Regions from separate parts of the Mus musculus genome. Here region 2 is linked to region 1. The links are chromatin contacts, called in public HiChIP or PLAC-seq maps. All regions are on one chromosome and are shown on one strand. The core of a region is the stretch at or near the end of the contact, and the rest is flanking DNA. Distances in the headings are between cores, read along the strand shown. Region 1 overlaps Fam234b (family with sequence similarity 234, member B). Region 2 overlaps Gm36640 (a long non-coding RNA gene).

Region 1 (2,812 bases), core at 169-2,668:
GCCCATCCATCACATTCTCTCCTCCTGTCTAAGTACCCTCTCCACCACACAGCCCTCCTGTACAACCTCCCGTCCTCAACCTTAACATGTAATCAACTTCCTCCATGAAACATTCCCTAATCGCCCTTAACTGAAATCAGTACGTGGTGCCTTCTTTTGTCCACATACCTATCTATATATGTTGTGTGTATGTGCAGACGTGTGTGGGGGTGGGGTGGGGGGGAGGCTATGTGCCGCAGTGTGCATGTAGAGGTCAGAAGACTCCTGGCTGGGAGGGAGGGGTGTCAGGCTTCCTTTCTTACCATGGGGTTCCCAGGGATCAAACTCAGGTTGTTAACCATGGCGGCAGGCAACTCACTCACAGGGACATCTTATCTTGTCAGCCCCCTCCACAGTTCTTATCTGGATCTCTGTGTTCTTAAGACACCCTTGGAGTGACATTCAGGAGCTCGTGTGAAGACCATCTGGTCCAATCCCCTCACTATTATGTAAGGAAACCAGGACTGTGGGCACAGCAGAGTTAGATCCATACCCTAGACTTCAGATAAGACTGATCATCAAAGTGAGGGGATAGATTAAAGAGTAAAGAGAAGGAGGTTTGGGCTGGAGAGATGGCTCAGCGGTTCAAAGCACTGACTGTTCTTCCAAAGGTCCTAAGTTCAAATCCCAGCAACCACATGGTAGCTCACAACCATCTGTAATAAGATCTGACGCCCTCTTCAAGGTGCGTCTGAAGACAGCTACAGTGTACTTAGATATAATAATAAATAAATCTTTAGGCCAGAGAGAGCGGGATCGACTGGAACAAGCAGAGGTCCTGGATTCAATTCCCAGCAACCACATGATGGCTCACAACCATCAGTATAGCTACAGTGTACACATAAACATTAAATAAACAAATAAATATTTTTTTTAAAAAAAGGAAGTTTAAAAAAAGCACAGAAGGCTCAGAACAGTAACGTGTTGGGAGGTCGCGGCTGACAAACTCAGAACTGTGTGCCTACTATGCTCCCCCGTCCCTGGGCCCCCTGCCTTCTCCAGAGGTTCAGAACTGTATCCTCTGATGCTCGGTTCCCCACAGATAGAACCAGCATCTGGCACATAGCAAATGAGGCGGAGTGCATTCCACTGGACTAAGTCAGCTGGGCTTATAGCTGAGTTCCACCACATTCTAGGCGGCAACCCTGTCTAAGCCACCCCTGCTCACGCACTCCACCCAGATACGGCAGTATGAGACAAAAACTGACACCTGCCTTCTGGGTGTCAAGGCTGCTTTCTTACCCATGATTCCCACCGACCCCTCAGCTTAGGCCTCCTCTGGCCCCCACCCCCGAGCTCTCTCTCTCTCTTTCTTCTCACGCTCCATAGAGCAGCAGCTATGGCTGTGTGAGAGAGACGGGAAGCAGTCCACCCTCCCCCATTCCCACCACCTACCCCTTCCTCCCCGTCACTCACAGAACTGAGAGATGCAGCAGTCAGTGCCTCTGCCCAGAAGAGGAAGACAGACTTCTGGTCTGAAGTAATTGCAGAAGTGGTTGGCGTTTCCTTCATGTGACATGGAATACTGTAACTCCAGACGATGGAGCCAGAACCTCCATCTACCACTGTCATCTGCAAATGAGAAGACAGAGAGGATACTGCCAGTCCTTAGGAGAGCAGAGGACAAGAAGACACAGGCAAGCAAACATTAAGGCAACAACATCCCCAAGAGTGGGCATTCATCCTCCTCCATATTTGTGAGGCGCTGAGCTCCAGCACCTGACGTGACACATGGAGCCACCAGACGCCCAGTCCCTTTGCACGGGCAAGCATTTGCACATAGTTACACACGCCGTCATGTGCACTTAGATCATTTTCTAGATTACCTGCAAGAACTACTGCGATGTAATGAGTGCTTAATCAATAGTTGTTGTTGTAGTCTTTAAGACATAGTAAGAAGAAAGTCTTCAAGGCTTCAGTACAAACAGGTTTTGAGCCATTTTTCAGCCCACAGTTGGTTAGCTTTGATTGTCATCATAAAATCTAGGCCGATTGTATTTTTAAAAACTAAAACTCTGAGCCAGACAGTGGTGGTGCACACCTTTAATCCCAATACTCGGAGGTGGAGGAAAGATGTCTGTGAGTTCAAGGCTAGCCTGGTCTACAGATAAGAGTTCCAGGATAGCTACAGGGTGAAACCCTATCTCAAAAATCAAAACAAATGAACACAAAAACTCTATAATTCTGCCTCTGACATGAACTGAATGAAAGATGACTCCCAGAGAGAGCATTCCATCCACACACATATAACCTTACAGAAAAGGCGAGATGGAGAGCCAGCCCGTGCATGTTTCAGCACCTCTCAACCTGCTGCGGCACCTCTGTCTCTGAGCTCTGGTCTTACTGTTTCTAACCTGGTACACCTTGCTGCCCACAGCATAAATCCAACCTTAGAGGTCCTACCCATATTGCCTGCCTTTAGCAAACGCCTCCCAGAGTTCTGACTTCTCTGACACCTGATTGTGCCTGTACTGAATATGGCATCCATTTCCCCACCCAGCTTTGTACGGTGATTCCTCCCACCTAACTGGAAGTATAGGCTCCCCAAAGAACATTGGGTTAGTCTAGAAAAGCTGCTGTTGCAGATTTTAGCAATGATCTGAGTCTCCAATTCATCCATCCTCCAGACTGGAGTTCTCCGAAGGGAGAGACTGTGCTTCCAGCCCATATTCTTCCCAGTGTCCGACCCAGGGCTGGACACAGAGCCCACTCTTTCCAGAAGTGCTGATTGAGTTGAGACCTCTTTTTACCTTTTTCATCCCATCTCCATCTT
Region 2 (2,812 bases), core at 197-2,696, 67 kb before region 1:
GGGCTCCACAGTGAGACCCTGTCTCTCAAGTAACTAATTGATGAATTAAACAGAAAAAAAAGTACACCCCCAGCCTGCATCAATTCAAATGACACCTCCATAGTGAAGCCTTCCAGATTTCCTCAGACAGTAACGGCTTTTCTCTCTGTTTCTAAACAACTACATGTTCAAGCAAGCTTCAGGCTAGCATCTTACATGCTTCGAATCTAACTGAAATGAATTTAACTTCAAGTGCTCAGTAAAAAGACAGTTCCAGAAAAGAAGAGAAGCATTCTTATTTCCATTTCTACAGAATACATCTTTTTTTAAAGATTTATTTTATTTATATGAGTACACTGTAGCTGTTTCCAGACACACCAAAAGAGGGCATCAGATCCCTTTACAGATGACTGTGAGCCACCATGTGGTTGCTGGGAATTGAACTCAGGACCTTTGGAAGAGCAGTGAGTTGCTCTTATCCACTGAGCCATCTCTCCAGCCCTACAAAATAATCGTATTCTATTTTTTTAATTTAAAATTTTTAAAATTTAGTTTTATACATTTTTTTAATTTACATAAACTACTTATTTTACTTTCCCCTTCCTTCCCCCAGCCTCTTCCGGTTCTCCTCCATCCAACTGCTTCCATGCCCTACGCCAGCAACCCCAGCACTCCTAATATGAAACAGGAGGATTGTGGTTGAATTCAAGGCCAGCCTGGCTACCTAGTCAGACCCTGTCTTAGGGGTCCAAATAATAACGCCAATAAATAAATACAATTTTAAAAGGCAGTTCTTGCTGAAATTCAGAGGGAAAAGTTATCCAAACTTCACTCATGGGTTTGGAAGAGCAGCCTTCTCGCTATACATGCTGACACTGGACTAAATCCCTGACAGGATGAGGCTCCTCCGCCCAGCCATGTGACGGACTTCTCCTTTTTCTGCCTTAGCCGGAGTGTGCGCATGGTATATTGCGCATGCGTGGGTGGGAGTCCGTGGACCCATAAACAGGCAAGCAGCAAAGGCTGCTCCGCAAGCTCTAGGGATCTGTCCGACTCCTCCCCGCCCCCACCCTCAAGACCGGGTTTACAGGCACAAGGCTAGGTAGGAGAAGGTAAAGCCACTGTCCCCTTTCCACCATCTCAGTCCTCCAACGCCACAGTACCTAGAGCCAGCTCCAGACTCGCCACCAAGGAGTGCTCAGAGCCAGGGAACAGAGCCCGTGCCTGGAGGGGATCCTGAGGAAGTCGTGTCCGTCTTCCTTATAACTGGACGGCTGCCTCCTCGAGGAAAAGCCTGTCCAGCTGTAAGCTTCTGCATATGTCCTTCCTTATTAAGGGGAAATAAAGGAAGAACGGGAAAATAGCCAATCCTTCACTAAGAAAATAAGTAAATATTTATGTTCAGTTGATGGAGAATGTTGACACTCAATGGGCAAAGGAATGCAGGTATGATGCAGCGTTTCTCCCAATTTTAGCATCTGATTAATCACCTTGGATCTGACTATGGGAGAGGTTCCAGGTCAGGGTGGGTAGTTGTGTTTTAATTATGCATTCAAAAGATAAATAAAAAATAGCTAGCAATATCAAAACCATGTCTTGTTATCTGTAAGAGGAGAGTAACGAAGTTGTCTACTTGTCCATCGGTCCGTCTGTCCATCTTACATAACTGAAAGTCTTACGCCAGCGAGGCGAGGTGCTGGCTCTGGGTTGATTTGGGTTCTGTGTCAGCTGTTCTGTTCAATTGACCTCTTGTGCCTGCCGGAAGGTGGCCACGTTCTGACCTCATCCCTGGCATGAGTCAGACGGAGCTCACTGCCCTGAGCCCCCTGGTACCTGACTCAGTCCCCAGCCTGTCTGTAGAAGGTGTGAATACCCCAGAAACCATCTCTCAGCCATGCCTCCGCCCCTTCCACAAAGGCCCCTGGAGGACTCCAGTTCCAGCAACCAGCCCTTCCAGTTGGGCAGAAATTTCCTGTTCTGGCAACCAAGAGGCATTTCATTTTGTTTTATTTTAAATGCTCAGTACATTCCCAGGCAGCTCCACCCTCCTCTCTAATTCCATTAAACCTAGTCCTCTTGGACCTTTATTTTCACACATGAGAAGCCGGAGGGAGGGTGTGGAGAGAAGCTGGCAAGATGAGGCTCGCCCTGTGAGAAGCTGAAGAGAAAATAAAGGGTCGTGTGCCTCCCCATTCTCTGTCTTTCCTTCTGCCTCAAACATGCCACCTCCAGTCACCAAACCCAGTTAAGCCCGTGCCCAGTCTTCCCACTGCAAGAAGCACAGGCTGTATTAACTGAGCTAAAATACATAGTGCTACACACAGGAGCTGGCAATAATTAAAGGGTGAGGCAGACATCTGTGTCTTCAGACAATAACACATGTGCACACTGTTCTTGATTTAAAATTAATAACCATGTCATGCTAATGTAACTGATGCCTTGTTTGTTAGGGCTTGTGGAGAAAGAGCTATTGCGTACTCTAAATTCATGGAGATTATATCTTCTGTTCAAATCTTTTAAGTCTTCTTCATTTTTTTTTATGGAACTCTTTCTAAATATACAGTGTTATTCTCTGCTTTGCTAAGCGAAGTTTAGGCAGCTTAATTCATTACCCTTTGTGAGGACACAACTCTGTACCCAAGGGCCTGGGGGAACGTGCAGGTAGAGTATGCAGGTAGAATATGCAGGTGGGGTGTGAAGGTGGGGTGTGCAGATGGAGTGTGCAGGTGGAGGGTGCAGGTGGAGAGTGCAGGTGGGATGTGCAGGTGGGGTGTGCAGGTGGGGTGTGTAGGTGGAGTATGCAGGTAGAGTATGCAGGTGGGGTGTGCAGGTG

The links. HiChIP or PLAC-seq counts read pairs in DNA pulled down with a chosen protein or histone mark.
Region 2: an H3K4me3 HiChIP or PLAC-seq map of bone marrow-derived macrophages shows a contact between it and region 1, with 2.4 times the contacts expected there. The contact joins two enhancer-like sites. A contact is called at or near these places in 1 of 115 datasets of contacts at active chromatin or transcription factors (bone marrow-derived macrophages) and 2 of 9 other capture datasets (adipose tissue and liver).

The regions. Positions count from the first base shown.
Region 1 is chr6:135,227,212-135,230,023 of GRCm38.p6, reverse strand. It overlaps Fam234b (family with sequence similarity 234, member B), which reads right to left. Exons shown (of 13, transcript NM_028982.4): 9 at 2,790-2,812; 10 at 1,456-1,611. Among named protein-coding and RNA genes, the nearest start is that of Gsg1, 26 kb to the left of the region's middle. Within about 2 kb of position 1,418, at least 88 of the 459 cell types and tissues checked have an H3K27ac peak or open chromatin away from gene starts, as enhancers often do. A contact at or near this core is called in bone marrow-derived macrophages, where this site is marked.
Region 2 is chr6:135,294,690-135,297,501 of GRCm38.p6, reverse strand. The region is part of intron 3 of Gm36640 (a long non-coding RNA gene); the gene reads right to left. Among named protein-coding and RNA genes, the nearest start is that of Pbp2, 14 kb to the left of the region's middle. Within about 2 kb of position 1,446, at least 142 of the 459 cell types and tissues checked have an H3K27ac peak or open chromatin away from gene starts, as enhancers often do. A contact at or near this core is called in bone marrow-derived macrophages, where this site is marked.